Regions from separate parts of the Macaca mulatta genome. Here region 2 is linked to region 1. A link is a contact called in public Hi-C data. All regions are on one chromosome and are shown on one strand. Each heading gives the region's core, a stretch centred on a gene start, on an enhancer-like site or on the middle of the called end of the contact. The rest is flanking DNA. Distances are from core to core; before and after follow the strand shown. Region 1 holds the start of LOC114674079 (napsin-A). Region 2 holds the start of EMC10 (ER membrane protein complex subunit 10).

Region 1 (6,049 bases), core at 1,914-4,413:
GAGAAATCATTCTTCCTTTTTTCTTTGAGTTTCACTCTTGTCACCCAGGCTAGAGTGCAGTGACCAAATCTTGGCTTACTGCAACTTCTGCCTCCCGGGTTCAAGTTATTCTCTTGCCTCAGCCTCCTGAGTAGCTGGGATCATGGTGTGTGCCACCTTGCGCGGTTAATTTTTGTGTTTTTAGTAGAGACAGGGTTTCACCGTGTTGGGCAGGCTGGTCTCAAACTCCTGACATCAGGTGATCCACCCGCCTCAGCCTCCCAAAGTGCTGGGATTACAGGCATGAGCCACCACGCCTGGCTTTGTTCTTATTGATTTATTTATTTGAGACGGAGTTTACTCTAGTACAGTGGCGTGATCTTGGCTCACTGCAACCTCTGCCTGCCGGGTTCAAGCAATTCTCCTGCCTCAGCCTCCTGAGTAGCTAGGACTACAGGCACCCGCCACCACGCCCAGCTAATTTTTTTATATTTTTAATAGAGACAAGGGCCGGGCACGGTGGCTCAAGCCTGTAATCCCAGCACTTTGGGAGGCCGAGACGGGTGGATCACGAGGTCAGGAGATCGAAACCATCCTGGCTAACACGGTGAAACCCCATCTCTACTAAAAAATACAAAAAACTAGCCGGGCGAAGTGGCGGGCGCCTGTAGTCCCAGCTACTCGGGAGGCTGAGGCAGGAGAATGGCGTAAACCCAGGAGGCGGAGCTTGCAGTGTGCTGAGATCCGGCCACTGCTCTTCAGCCTGGGCGACAGAGCAAGACTCCGTCTCAAAAAAAAAAAAAAAAAAAAAAAATAGAGACAGGGTTTCATCATGTTGGCCAGGCTGGTGTCCAACTCCTGACCTCAGGTGATTCACCCGCCTCAGCCTCCCAAAGTGCAGGGATTACAGGCATGAGCTGCCGTGCCCGGCCTCTTGTTCTTATTTCTTATGAAGGGGGAGAGGATCCCGGAAGCGCAGTGCATGGCGTACAGAAGCATTCGGTCACTGGCAGTTTTGTTGTCTGAATGTAGTTGTAGACCAAGGTTCTCATTGGTAAGTAATCCAATATCCTCTAATTTTTTTTTTTTTTTTTGAGACGAAGTCTCGCTTTGTCACCCAGTCTGGAGTGCAGCGGCCAGATCCACTGGTGTGAGCCACCGCACCCGGGCAATATCCTGTAATTTTTTTGGTAATAGCTTTATTGAGATTTGGTTCACATACCAAACAATTCACCACTTTAAAGTACGATTGAATGGTTTTTAGCATGTTCACAGGGTTGTGCAACCACCACCACAGCCAATTTTAGAACATTTGGTCACTCCACAAAGAAACCCCATTCCCATAAGCAGATATACCCGCTGGGCGCGGTGGCTCATGCCTGTAATCCCAGCACTTTGGGAGGCTGAGGCGGGCAGATCACGAGGTCAAGAGATTGAGACCATCCTGGCTAACACGGTGAAACCCCGTCTCTACTAAAAATACAAAAATTAGCCGAGTATGGTGGCGGGTGCCTGTAATCCCAACTACTCAGGAGGCTGAGGCAGGACAATCGCTTGAACCCAGGAGGCGGAGGTTGCAGTGAGCCTAGATCGCGCCACTGCACTCCAGCCTGGCGATAGAGCGAGACTCCGTCTCAAACAAACAAAAAACAGTTATACCCAATTCTTCCACCCTTTTTCTCTAGCTTGAGGCAACAATTAATCTATGTCTGGCTGAGCGAGGTGGCTCATGCCTGTAATCCCAGCACTTTGGGAGGCCGATGCTGAAGGATTGTTTGAGCCCAGGAGTTTGAGACCAATCTGGGCAACATAGGGAACCCCCCCCACCCCGTCTCTACAAAAAATTAAAAACTAAGCCATGCGTGGTAGCGAATGCCTCTAGGCACAGCTACTCAGGAGGCTAAGATGGGAGGATCGCTTGTGCCCAGGAGGCTGAGGTTGCAGTGAGCCATAATGGCACCACTGCACTCCAGCCTGGGTGACAAGGCAAGACTCTGTTTCAAGAAAAAAAAAAAAAATTCTATGACTTTATGGAATTTTCCTATTCTGGACATTTCCTATAAATGGATCCTTGGAATATGTGGCTCTTTGTGACTGGCATCTCTCACTTGGCATAAAGTTTTCTACGTTCATCTACATTGTAGAATGTATCAGTATTTCATTTCTGTTTATGGCACAGTGATAGTCCATGATACGGATATACCACCTTGTACTTACCCATTCGCTAGTTAATGGACAGGTGGGATGTTTCTATTCCTGGCTGCAATGCTGCTATGAACATTCATGTACAAGTTTTTGTGTAGACATATGTTCTCATTTCACCTTGGAGTAGGATTGCTAGGTCATGCAGTAACTCTGTGTTTAACTTTTGTTTTGAGACAGTGTCTCACTCTGCCACCCAGGCTGGAGTGGAGTGGTGTGGTCACAGGTCATTGCAGCCTTGACCTCCTGGGCTCGAGTGATCTTCCCACCTCAGTCTCCAGAGTAACTGGGACTACCAATATGCACTAGCAAGCCGGCTAATTCTTTCATAGAAACGGACTCACTGTGTTGCCCAGGCTGGTCTGGAACTCCTGGGCTCAAGCAATCCTCCCACCTCAGTCTGCCAATGTGCTGGGACGACATGCATGAGCCACCATGCCCGGCCTGTGTTTAATATTTTGAGTAGGCCAGGTGCGGTGGCTCACGCCTGTAATCCCAGCACTTTGGGAGGCTGAGGCGGGCAGATCACCTGAGGTCAGGAGTTTGAGACCAGCCTGGCCAACATGGCGAAACCCCGTCTCTACTAAAAATACAAAAATTGGCAGGAGAATCGCTTGAACCCAGGGGACGCAGGTTGCAGTGAGCCGAGATCACAGCCACTGCACTCCAGCCTGGACGACAGAGTAAGACTCTGCCTCAAGGGAAAAAGAAAAAAAAAAAAAACATTAATGCGAGACCTCGGGAAAGTGCGATATAAGATCATAGAGGGAACGCGGGTCCGAATTTGAGCCCCTGTGGGGTCAGATGTGGCCCACAGTGGCTGAGAGTCACACAAAGTGTCCCTTACTCTTAGACACATAACTGGACTACATTTCCCGGTCGTCCTTGCAGCCAGGAGTAACCACGTGACAGATTCCCGCCAATGGAACAGGGGCAAAAGTAATCCTGGCAGAGACAATGCGAGGCATCTGGGCTGATTATTTGGTGTCTGCAGCTTCAAGAACCACGTTCAATTCCCCTCCAAGTGCATCTGGGCTGCCTCCTTTTAACCTTTCTGCACCGCAGCACCCCCTCAACCCCGTAAAATGCGGGCGATAATTCCTTTATTACAAGGTTAGTTAGTAAATAAAATGACGGGTTTAAAAATCTGGCAATCCTTTACCTAATCACCTCCTGAGGGGCTTCGGGAAAGATTGTGTTGGGCGATTCTGGAGACTGTGCTCCTCTGATGGTGGAGGCCGACCCGGTCACAACCCCCGGAGAGACAAGACATAGGGAGATCCAGGTCCCATCGGCCAGGCCGTGTTCGGCAAGAGATGTCCCAGTAACCTCGGGCAGGGGAGTCAGGGAGGAAGCCTCTGTTCTGCTCCTTTTCCCGTTGGGTGCAGAGAGCGAGCAAGTCGGCATTCCAGGCGGTGGGAAGCGCCAGGGCAGAAGCAGGGAAGCTGGAAATAGCCTGGTGTTCCAGGAGTCCCGCTCTAGAAACAGGTGTGGCGGCTGGGGAATCTTGGCTGGGAAAATAGGCCCACACCTCCACCTTGTGGCCAGTTGGGAATTTGCAGGCACGGCCTCTCAGAAACTACTTAAGGGCGCTTTGGGTGAATTTGGATGGGGTGCTGCAGACGGAAAGCGTGGGGGGCGATTTGAAGGGGCCCACCCAGATCGAGTGCTCTGACTGAGAAAACAAAGTGGGTGGTGACAGTTATCAGAGACACGGTCGACTGTTTCAAGAAAATCCCCCAGAGCAAGGAGTGCACAAAGTGGATCTTTACCATTATTTTTGCATTTATTTATTTCTATTGAGACAGTGTCTCACTCTGTCGCCCGGGATGGAGTGCAGTCACGTGATGACGGCTCACTGCAGCTTCAGCCTCCTGAGCTCAAGTGATCCTCCTGCCTCACCTTCCCCAGTAGCTGGGACTACAGGAGTGTGCCATTACGCCCAGATAATTTAAAAAATTTTTTTTTGCCGGGCGCGGTGGCTCAAGCCTGTAATCCCAGCACTTTGGGAGGCCGAGACGGGCGGATCACGAGGTCAGGAGATCGAGACCATCCTGGCTAACATGGTGAAACCCCGTCTCTACTAAAATATACAAAAAACTAGCCGGGCGAGGTGGCGGGCGCCTGTAGTCCCAGCTACTCGGGAGGCTGAGGCAGGAGAATGGCGTGAACCCGGGAGGCGGAGCTTGCAGTGAGCTGAGATCCGGCCACTGCACTCCAGCCTGGGCGGCAGAGCAAGACTCCGTCTCAAAAAAAAAAAAAAAATTTTTTTTGGTACAGACAGGGTCTCCCTTTGTTGACCAGGCTGGTTTGCAACTCCCAGGCTCAAGCGATCCTCCTGCCTCAGCCTTCCGAAGGGCTGGGATGACACCCCCGCCTCCCAAACGCACCCCCACCACACCTAGCCTTTCTTTTCTTTTCTTTTCTTTTCTTTTTTTTTTTGAGATGGAGCCTTGCTCTGTCGCCCAGGCTGGACTGTAGCAGGGCGATCTTGGCTCACTGCAACTTCTGCCTCCCAGGTTCAAGCAATTCTCCTGCCTCAGTCTCCCGAGTAGCTGGGATTACGGGCGCCTGCCACCACGCTCGGCTAATTTTTTTGCGTGTTTTTAGTAGAGACGGGGTTTCACCATGTTGGCCAGGCTGGTTTTCAACTCCTGACCTCAAGCGATCCGCCCGCCTCGGCCTCCCAAAGTGCTGGGATTACAGGTGTGAGCAACTGCACCCGGCCACCTTTTCTTTAGAAATTACCCCGCCTTCGGTGTTCCTTTATTGCAATGCAAAATGGACTAATACAGATGCTATGGAATAGATGTGCAGAAAATATCTATAAGGATATTACTGCATTGTTTATTACATTAAAAGGGGGAAAACAATCTATGCAGAGAATCAGTTCTGGAAGTGGTGTGGTAGTGTTACATTAATACTCTCAAATACTATGTAGCTATTTTAAAAAATGGGCTTGGCCGGGCATGGTGGCTCATGCTTGTAATCCCAGCACTTTGGGAGGCCAAGGTGGGCGGATCACCTGAGGTCGGGAGTTCGAGACCAGCCTGACCAATATGGAGAAACCCCGTCTCTACTAAAAATACAAAATCAACTGGGTGTGGTGCCGCATGCCTGTAATCCCAGCTATTTGGGAGGCTGAGGCAGGAGAATCACTTGAACCCAAGAGGCAGAGGTTGCGGTGAGCAGAGATTGCGCCATTGCACTCCAGCCTGGGTGAAAAGACAAGAGCGAAACTCCGTCTCAAAAAAAAAAGAAAAGAATGGGCTTTAGCCAGGCATGGTGGTGCGCCTGTAGTCCCAGCTACTTGGGAGGCTGAGACAGAAGAATCATTTGAATCTGAGAGGTGGAGGTTGCAGTGAGCCAAGATCGCGCCACTGCACTCCAGCCTGGGTGACAGAGCAAGACTCCCTCTCAAAAGAAAAAAAAAAAAGGCCGGGCGCGGTGGCTCAAGCCTGTAATCCCAGCACTTTGGGAGGCCGAGACGGGCGGATCATGAGGTCAGGAGATCGAGACCATCCTGGCTAACACGGTGAAACCTTGTCTCTACTAAAAAAAAAAAATACAAAAAACTAGCTGAGCGTGGTGGCGGGCGCCTGTAGTCCCAGCTACTCGGGAGGCTGAGGCAGGAGAATGGCGTAAACCCGGGAGGTGGAGCTTGCAGTGAGTTGAGATCCGGCCACTGCACTCCAGCCTGGGCGACAGAGCGAGACTCCGTCTCAATAAAAAAAAAAAAAAAAAAAAAAAAGAATGGCCTTGTGGAAGTATATGCACTGAAGAATACTCATGTCTGCAGGTTATTCTGAAATCAAGAAAATGTGATGGGCTGAGGAATGAATACAGCAAGGTTTCTCAACCTTGCCAC
Region 2 (6,205 bases), core at 788-3,287, 110 kb before region 1:
AGCTTCAGGGTTTGTGCCCTCAGGTTCAGGGCCTCAGACTCAATTACTGCACTCTGGGCAGCACTGACGTCCAGCTCTGGGAACCTGGACACCTGCGTCATGGCAATTTAAGCTTGGCTTTGAAGCTGGCTCCTGCTCTGCCACTCACTCACGATGAGACCTTGTGTGGTGCCTACTCTGAGCCCATTTCCTCTTCTGGAAAAGGAGGCTGACACGAATACCTACCACCTCACATGGCTGCTGTGAGGACATGTGAGTTAATACTTGCAAAGCGTGCAACCACTAATGCTGGGCACGTGGCAACTGATCGGGAAAGTCGGCTCTGACATTATTACTGCCGTGCTGACCTTTCAAAAACTGAGATTTGTCTTACAGGCAAGGGGACATTTAAAGACAGTGTTTCTCTTCTTTCATGTCCCCCTTTCCCCCAACCTGGGGCAAATCTGTTAGTAAACGGATGTTAGTAAATGTCATATGACGGGAGGCACCCGGACTCCAAGTCTTGACTTCTCAGGGCACCAATGTTAAGAGAGGACGTTGCCTGACTCACCGATCTCAAATGAGTGCTCCAGCAGCAGCCCCACCGTGCCGCAGGCCTCACCCTCTCGGCCTTCCGCCCCAGCCTGCACAGGACACAGAAGGCCCCAGGTGAGAACCACCCAAGCCCTCAGCATGGCAGTCACCCACAAAGCCCAGGACAGACAGACTGGGGTGGGCTGAAGGAGGAGCCTTATCTTCAGGTTAATCACTGCTGCTTGCCTCTATTTCACTAGAAACCACCCATTTCATGAATATTCATAATCTGGACTCCCTCACCCCCAGAAAACCAGACCCTACAAACATGCCTAACCTCATTGCCAAAGCAACTATCCCAAGGTCAATTCCAAGCCTTGCACCACAAATACTCATGAATTAAATGACACCCTCCCTCTCCCGAGGCTTCTTTTTCATGCTAGTATCCAAATGGCCTCCTTATCACCTGACAGCCCAAGAGCCAAGATGCAGCCTGAGTTCAGTCCCTATTAAGCATATTCAAGATTCATGCTTTCCTTTTCTCCAATCTCCAAACCTGCATATTCGTGCATATTCAGGAGGTAAAACTCCTCTCCACCTCTTCAAGAGCCCCCTCCCACTCCTTATTTTCTTTTTCTGAGACAGGGTCTCGCTCAGTCGCCCAGGCTGGAGTGCAGTGGTGTGATCTCAGCTCACTGCAACCTCTGCCTCCCGGGTTCAAGCGATTCTCCTGCCTCAGCCTCCCGGGTAGTTGGGATTACAGGCACCTGCCACCACACCCAGCTAATTTTTGTATTTTTAGTAGAGACGGGGTTTCACCATGTTGAGCCGACTGGTCTTGAACTCCTGACTTTAAGTGGTCCGCTCATCTCGGCTTCCCAAAGTGCTGGGATTACAAGCATGAGCCACCGCGATCGGCCTAATTTTTTTAATTAGTATTTTTTGTAGAGACAGGGCTCGCTATGTTGCCCAGACTGGTCTTGAACTCCTGATCTCGAGCAATCCTCCCGCCTCGGCCTCCCTAAGCGTTGGGATGACAGAAGAGCCACCGCGCCCGGCTTCACCATTCCTCTTTCATTTTAACCGCCCCGACGTGACTCTCCAGGATTCCACACCCCCAGCCCCGCCCCCTCATACATATTCCCGAGCCAGAGCCTTTCCAACAGGTGCTCTTGTTTTCCCTCCCAGTCGCTGCAACCCGGTGCACTGGCGAGGCCCCTCCTGCGCGTGCGTGACTGAGGCTTGGCTTTCCAGAGATCGCCCACCTCTTCCCTCTTAGCCCTGCGCAGCCTCCTTTCGTCTGTAATTCACCTAAAGACCCAAGACCCGCGACATCCGTAGACCGCGCCCGCTATGCACAGCTAAAGATCACTCACCCCTCGCGCACCAGTCCCGGCCCGGCAGCCGCTGCCCCGGGCTCGACTGGGCGCTGCTACCGCCATCAGCAAGAGCAGGAGCAGCCGGGTCGCCCCACCCCTGGTTGCCGCCATCTCGGCTCCTTCCCACCGGCGAAGCGACGGCTGAGAGCCAGGAGCCGCGCAGCACGCCGGGAGAAACAGGCCGCATCCTGACGCCCGTGCGCCTGCGCTGGGCCCCAGCGCCTGCGCACTGGCGCCCGTCCGCTCCTGGGGCCTGACGTCAGCAGGATGGAGCCGCCCCTTTAGCCTGATCTCCAGGAGCCGCCCCCTCCTGGGACGTCATCACAAACTGGGAGCCCGCTTCTGTGTGACGTCATAAAACCCGATCCGCATCATGACGTCACAATGCCCTAGCCCAGCCCCCTCATTTTCTCCCTCGGCTCCTTCCTCCGCTCCAGGCGGGGGGGGACATCGCGATGAGGCGGGATCGCGGCGCTAAGCCGGCCCTGGGTGGAGCTGGCAAGGTGGAACCAGGTGGGATGGCAGGTGAGAGACGGAGCCAGGCCTGGAGGGGTTGGACCTGGTGAGGGAACCAAGCAAAGGCTGGGGCCGGCAATTCAGGCACATCTGATACCCCGTCCTCTGCGCGGAGCTGTGCCGGGCCCTCCCGGCTGGCAGCCAGACACAGCCTCCCGGGATCGACGCCCAGACTTCGTCCTGCTAAAATGCCTCCTGGTTCCAGCCTCTCCCACGGGCCGTCCCAGACGGCTCCAACGCTACCTCCAGAGCGGCGAATTCGACCAGTTGCGGGACTTCCCCATCTTTGAGAGCAACTTTGTGCAGGTAGGGAGCCCCAGAACCCCCTCATCCCAAGCCTCGGCCTGTCCCTCGACCTCCTCCCGACTTGGAAAGCCCCTGCTCCCCCATAACGTCCATCACGTGGGATTCCCGACTCCCAACTCCTACCTGACCACTGATGCCCCATACCTCTAGTTCTTTAGATTCTTTGTGAACCTCTAACTCCGTTGCCTCAGTTTCCCTAACTTCACACCCATATGATTCTTGACCTTTAATTCCAAGATATCTGGCCCCCAGCCTGATTTTCAACTCACCTGGTTCATGACCTTTTCCCCTACCAAGATTCCTAATTTCTGATCCCTCCCCAGTTCTGCCCGCACATCTATCCTGCCCCTAACCTCTGACCCCTGGCCCCAGGTGACTCGGTTGGGAGAAGTTGCCAACGAGGTCACCATGGGGGTGGCAGCCTCCAGTCCAGCCCTGGAGCTCCCAGACCTATTGCTTCTGGCCGGCCCTGACAAGGAGAATGGACACCTGCAACTCTTCGGGTAACTGCCCCCACCTCAGCCGAGACCCCCTCCTCCCTCAGCTCCAGGCACCTGAGCCCCTAGCAGTACTTCCCCTCACCCAGACCACCCCCAGGGCCAGGAGCTGGCGGTGCTACCGGCCCTCCCTGAGCTGTTATCTACATGGGAGAAGAAGGACAGAGCAGCCCTCAGGGGCCAGAAATCAGGGACTAGACAGACCTGAAGGGGACAGTCCTCAGCCATGCCCCAGCAGGGGTCAGGAGAATGACCATTTCCACAGGGCCTGCTCATGCACGCCCTGGGCCGTGCATGAGATCTCACCTCTGACCTCATATCTTCACATGGTGGGGTCCCTTAGCCCCATCCTCCAAAGAGCTAAACTGAGGCTCAGAGAGCTGGGAGCCATTTGCCCAGGGTCCCACTGTGGCTCCAGAGTGGGCCAGGATTGGAACGCCAAGCTTGTCACGATTGCGGATCTCACGGTTCTTGAGCCCTCCTGTGCCTCACTCCATACTCTCTTCTACGTCGTATTTTTTCATTGAAAAAGTAATGCAGACTGGGTGCGGTGGCCCACACCTATAATCCCAGCACTTTGGGAGGCCGAGACGGGCGGATCACGAGGTCAGGAGATCGAGACCATCCTGGCTAACACGGTGAAACCCCGTCTCTATTAAGAAATACAAAAAACTAGCCGGGCGAGGTGGCGGGCGCCTGTAGTCCCAGCTACTCGGGAGGCTGAGGCCGGAGAATGGCGTGAACCCGGGAGGCGGAGCTTGCAGTGACCTGAGATCCGGCCACTGCACTCCAGCCTGGGTGACAGAGCGAGACTACGTCTCAAAAAAAAAAAAAAAAAAAAAAAAGAAAAAGTAATGCAGACTGGGTGCGGTGGCCCACACCTGTAATCCCAGCACTTTGGGAGGCCAAGGCAGGCAGATCACTTGAGGCCAGGAGTTTGAGACCAGCCTGGCCAACATAGCGAAACCCTGTCTCTACCAGAAATACAAAATATTAGCCAGGTGTGGTGGCAGGCACCAGTAATCCCAGCTACTCGGGAGGTTGAGGCAGGAGAATAGCTTGAACCCAGGAGGTGGAGGTTGCAGTGAGCCGAGACCATGCCACTGCACTCCATCCTGGATGACAGTGAGTGAGACTCTGTCTCAAAAGAAAAGAGAAGAAAAAAGAAAAGAGAAAAAGAAAAAGTAATGCTAACATATGAGAAAACAAGCACAAAATAGACAGCAGAAGCTGTTCCCTTCTCTCACCCAAGGCTCCTGCTCCAACTCCAGCTACAAACACTGAAATGTTTATGTGCCCATAGTACAGAAACATTCTGCCAGTAGCTTTCACTTGTTGTTGTTGTTGTTGTTGTTGTTGTTGTTGTTGTTTTGAGACAGAGTCTCAACCTCAGCTCACTGCAACCTCTGCCTCCTGGGTTCAAGCGATTCTCCTGCCTCAGCCTCCCGAGTAGCTGGGATTACAGGCACCTGCTACCACACCCGGCTAATTTTTGTATTTTTAGTAGAGACAGGGTTTCGCCATGTTGGCCAGTCTGGTCTCGAATTCCTGACCTCAGGTGATCTTTCTGCCTGGGCCTCCCAAAGTGCTGGGATTACAGGCATGAGCTACCATGCCTGTCCGGCTTTCACTTTTTTTTTTTTTTTTTTTTTTTTTTTTTGAGACGGAGTCTTGCTCTGTCACCCAGGCTGGAGTGCAGTGGCACAATCTCGGCTCACTGCAAGCTCCGCCTCCCGGGTTCACGCCATTCTCCTGCCTCAGCCTCCAGAGTAGCTGGGACTACAGGCGCCCGCCCCTGCGCCCGGCTAATTTTTTCTATTTTTAGTAGAGACGGGGTTTCACCATGTTCTCCATCTCCTGACCTTGTGATCCGCCCGCCTCGGCCTCCCAAAGTGCTGGGATTACAGGCGTGAGCCACCGCGCCCGGCCTGGCTTTCACTTTTTTGACCATATCTCACAGTTCATGAAAGAGAGATGCCAGACACAGTGACTCACACCTGTAATCCCAGCACTTTGGGAGGCTGAGGTGGGAAGATTACTTCAGGCTTGGAGTTCAAGACCAGCCTGGGCAACATAGCGAGACCCCCATCTCTACAGAAATCAAAATTACAAAGCTAGCCAGGTGTGGTGGCACACACATGTGGTCCTAGCTACTGGGGCTGAGCCAGGAGGATTACCTGAGCCCGGGAGTTCCAGGCTGCAGTGAACTGTGACCACACCACTGCACTCCAGCCTGGGCAATGAAGTGAGACCCGTTCTCAAAGAAAGAAATAAAGGGAAGAAAGAAGAGAGAGAAAAGAAGGGGAAGAAAGTAAGGAGGGAGAAATAGAGGAAGGAGGGAAGGAAGGAAGGAAGGACAAACTCATTGTCTCACACATGCACACATGAAGGTCCACAGTTCTTTCTCTGCACTTCTGAAGTCCAAAAGATTGCTTTTGTAATTTGGTAGCCAAATCAGATTTTGACCTGCATGTATTCAAGATTACTTACAGCATTTATTAATCCCCCCTAAGTTAAAAACCTTTCACAAAGCAGTATTCTGACGCCAGTACGGGACACTGAGATATTTTCTCTTCTACACTATGCCTTTATTTTTGTTTATGTGTTGTAGAGATGGAATCTCACTATGTTGCCCAGGCTGGTCTTGAACTCCAGGCCTCAAGTGATCCTCCCACCTCAGCCTCCCAAGGCACTAGAATTACAGGCATAAACCACCGTGCCTGGCCTTTATTTATTTATCCATTCATTCATTCATTCGTCCATTCATTCATATTTAATTTTGAGACAGTGTCTCACTCTGTCATCCAGGCTGGAGTGATCACAGCTCTGCAGGCTCAAGCGATCATCCCACCTCAGCTGCCTGACCCTGTCTTTTTTTGTAGAGACAGGGTCTCACCGTGCTGCCCAAGCTGGTCTCGAATCCCTGCGCTCAAGCAATCCTCCTCCTTCAACTTCCCAAAGTGCTGGGACTATACGTGTGACCCACCTTGCCCA

What was found. A called contact is a pair of places that touch in the nucleus more often than the background predicts.
Region 2: a contact with region 1 is called in a Hi-C map of fetal cortex germinal zone, with 1.7 times the contacts expected there. The contact joins the promoter of EMC10 here to the promoter of LOC114674079 in region 1.

The regions. Positions count from the first base shown.
Region 1 is chr19:62,755,590-62,761,638 of T2T-MMU8v2.0, reverse strand. LOC114674079 (napsin-A) reads left to right here and starts at 3,163. Exons shown (of 10, transcript XM_028839443.2): 1 at 3,163-3,294.
Region 2 is chr19:62,864,475-62,870,679 of T2T-MMU8v2.0, reverse strand. It overlaps EMC10 (ER membrane protein complex subunit 10), which reads right to left and starts at 2,037. Exons shown (of 7, transcript NM_001194699.2): 1 at 1,890-2,037; 2 at 551-623. The coding sequence starts at 2,003. The region is part of intron 27 of MYBPC2 (myosin binding protein C2); the gene reads right to left. It overlaps GARIN5A (golgi associated RAB2 interactor 5A), which reads left to right and starts at 2,150. Exons shown (of 6, transcript XM_015124655.2): 1 at 2,150-2,277; 2 at 2,280-2,417; 3 at 2,614-2,714; 4 at 3,087-3,217. The coding sequence starts at 2,160.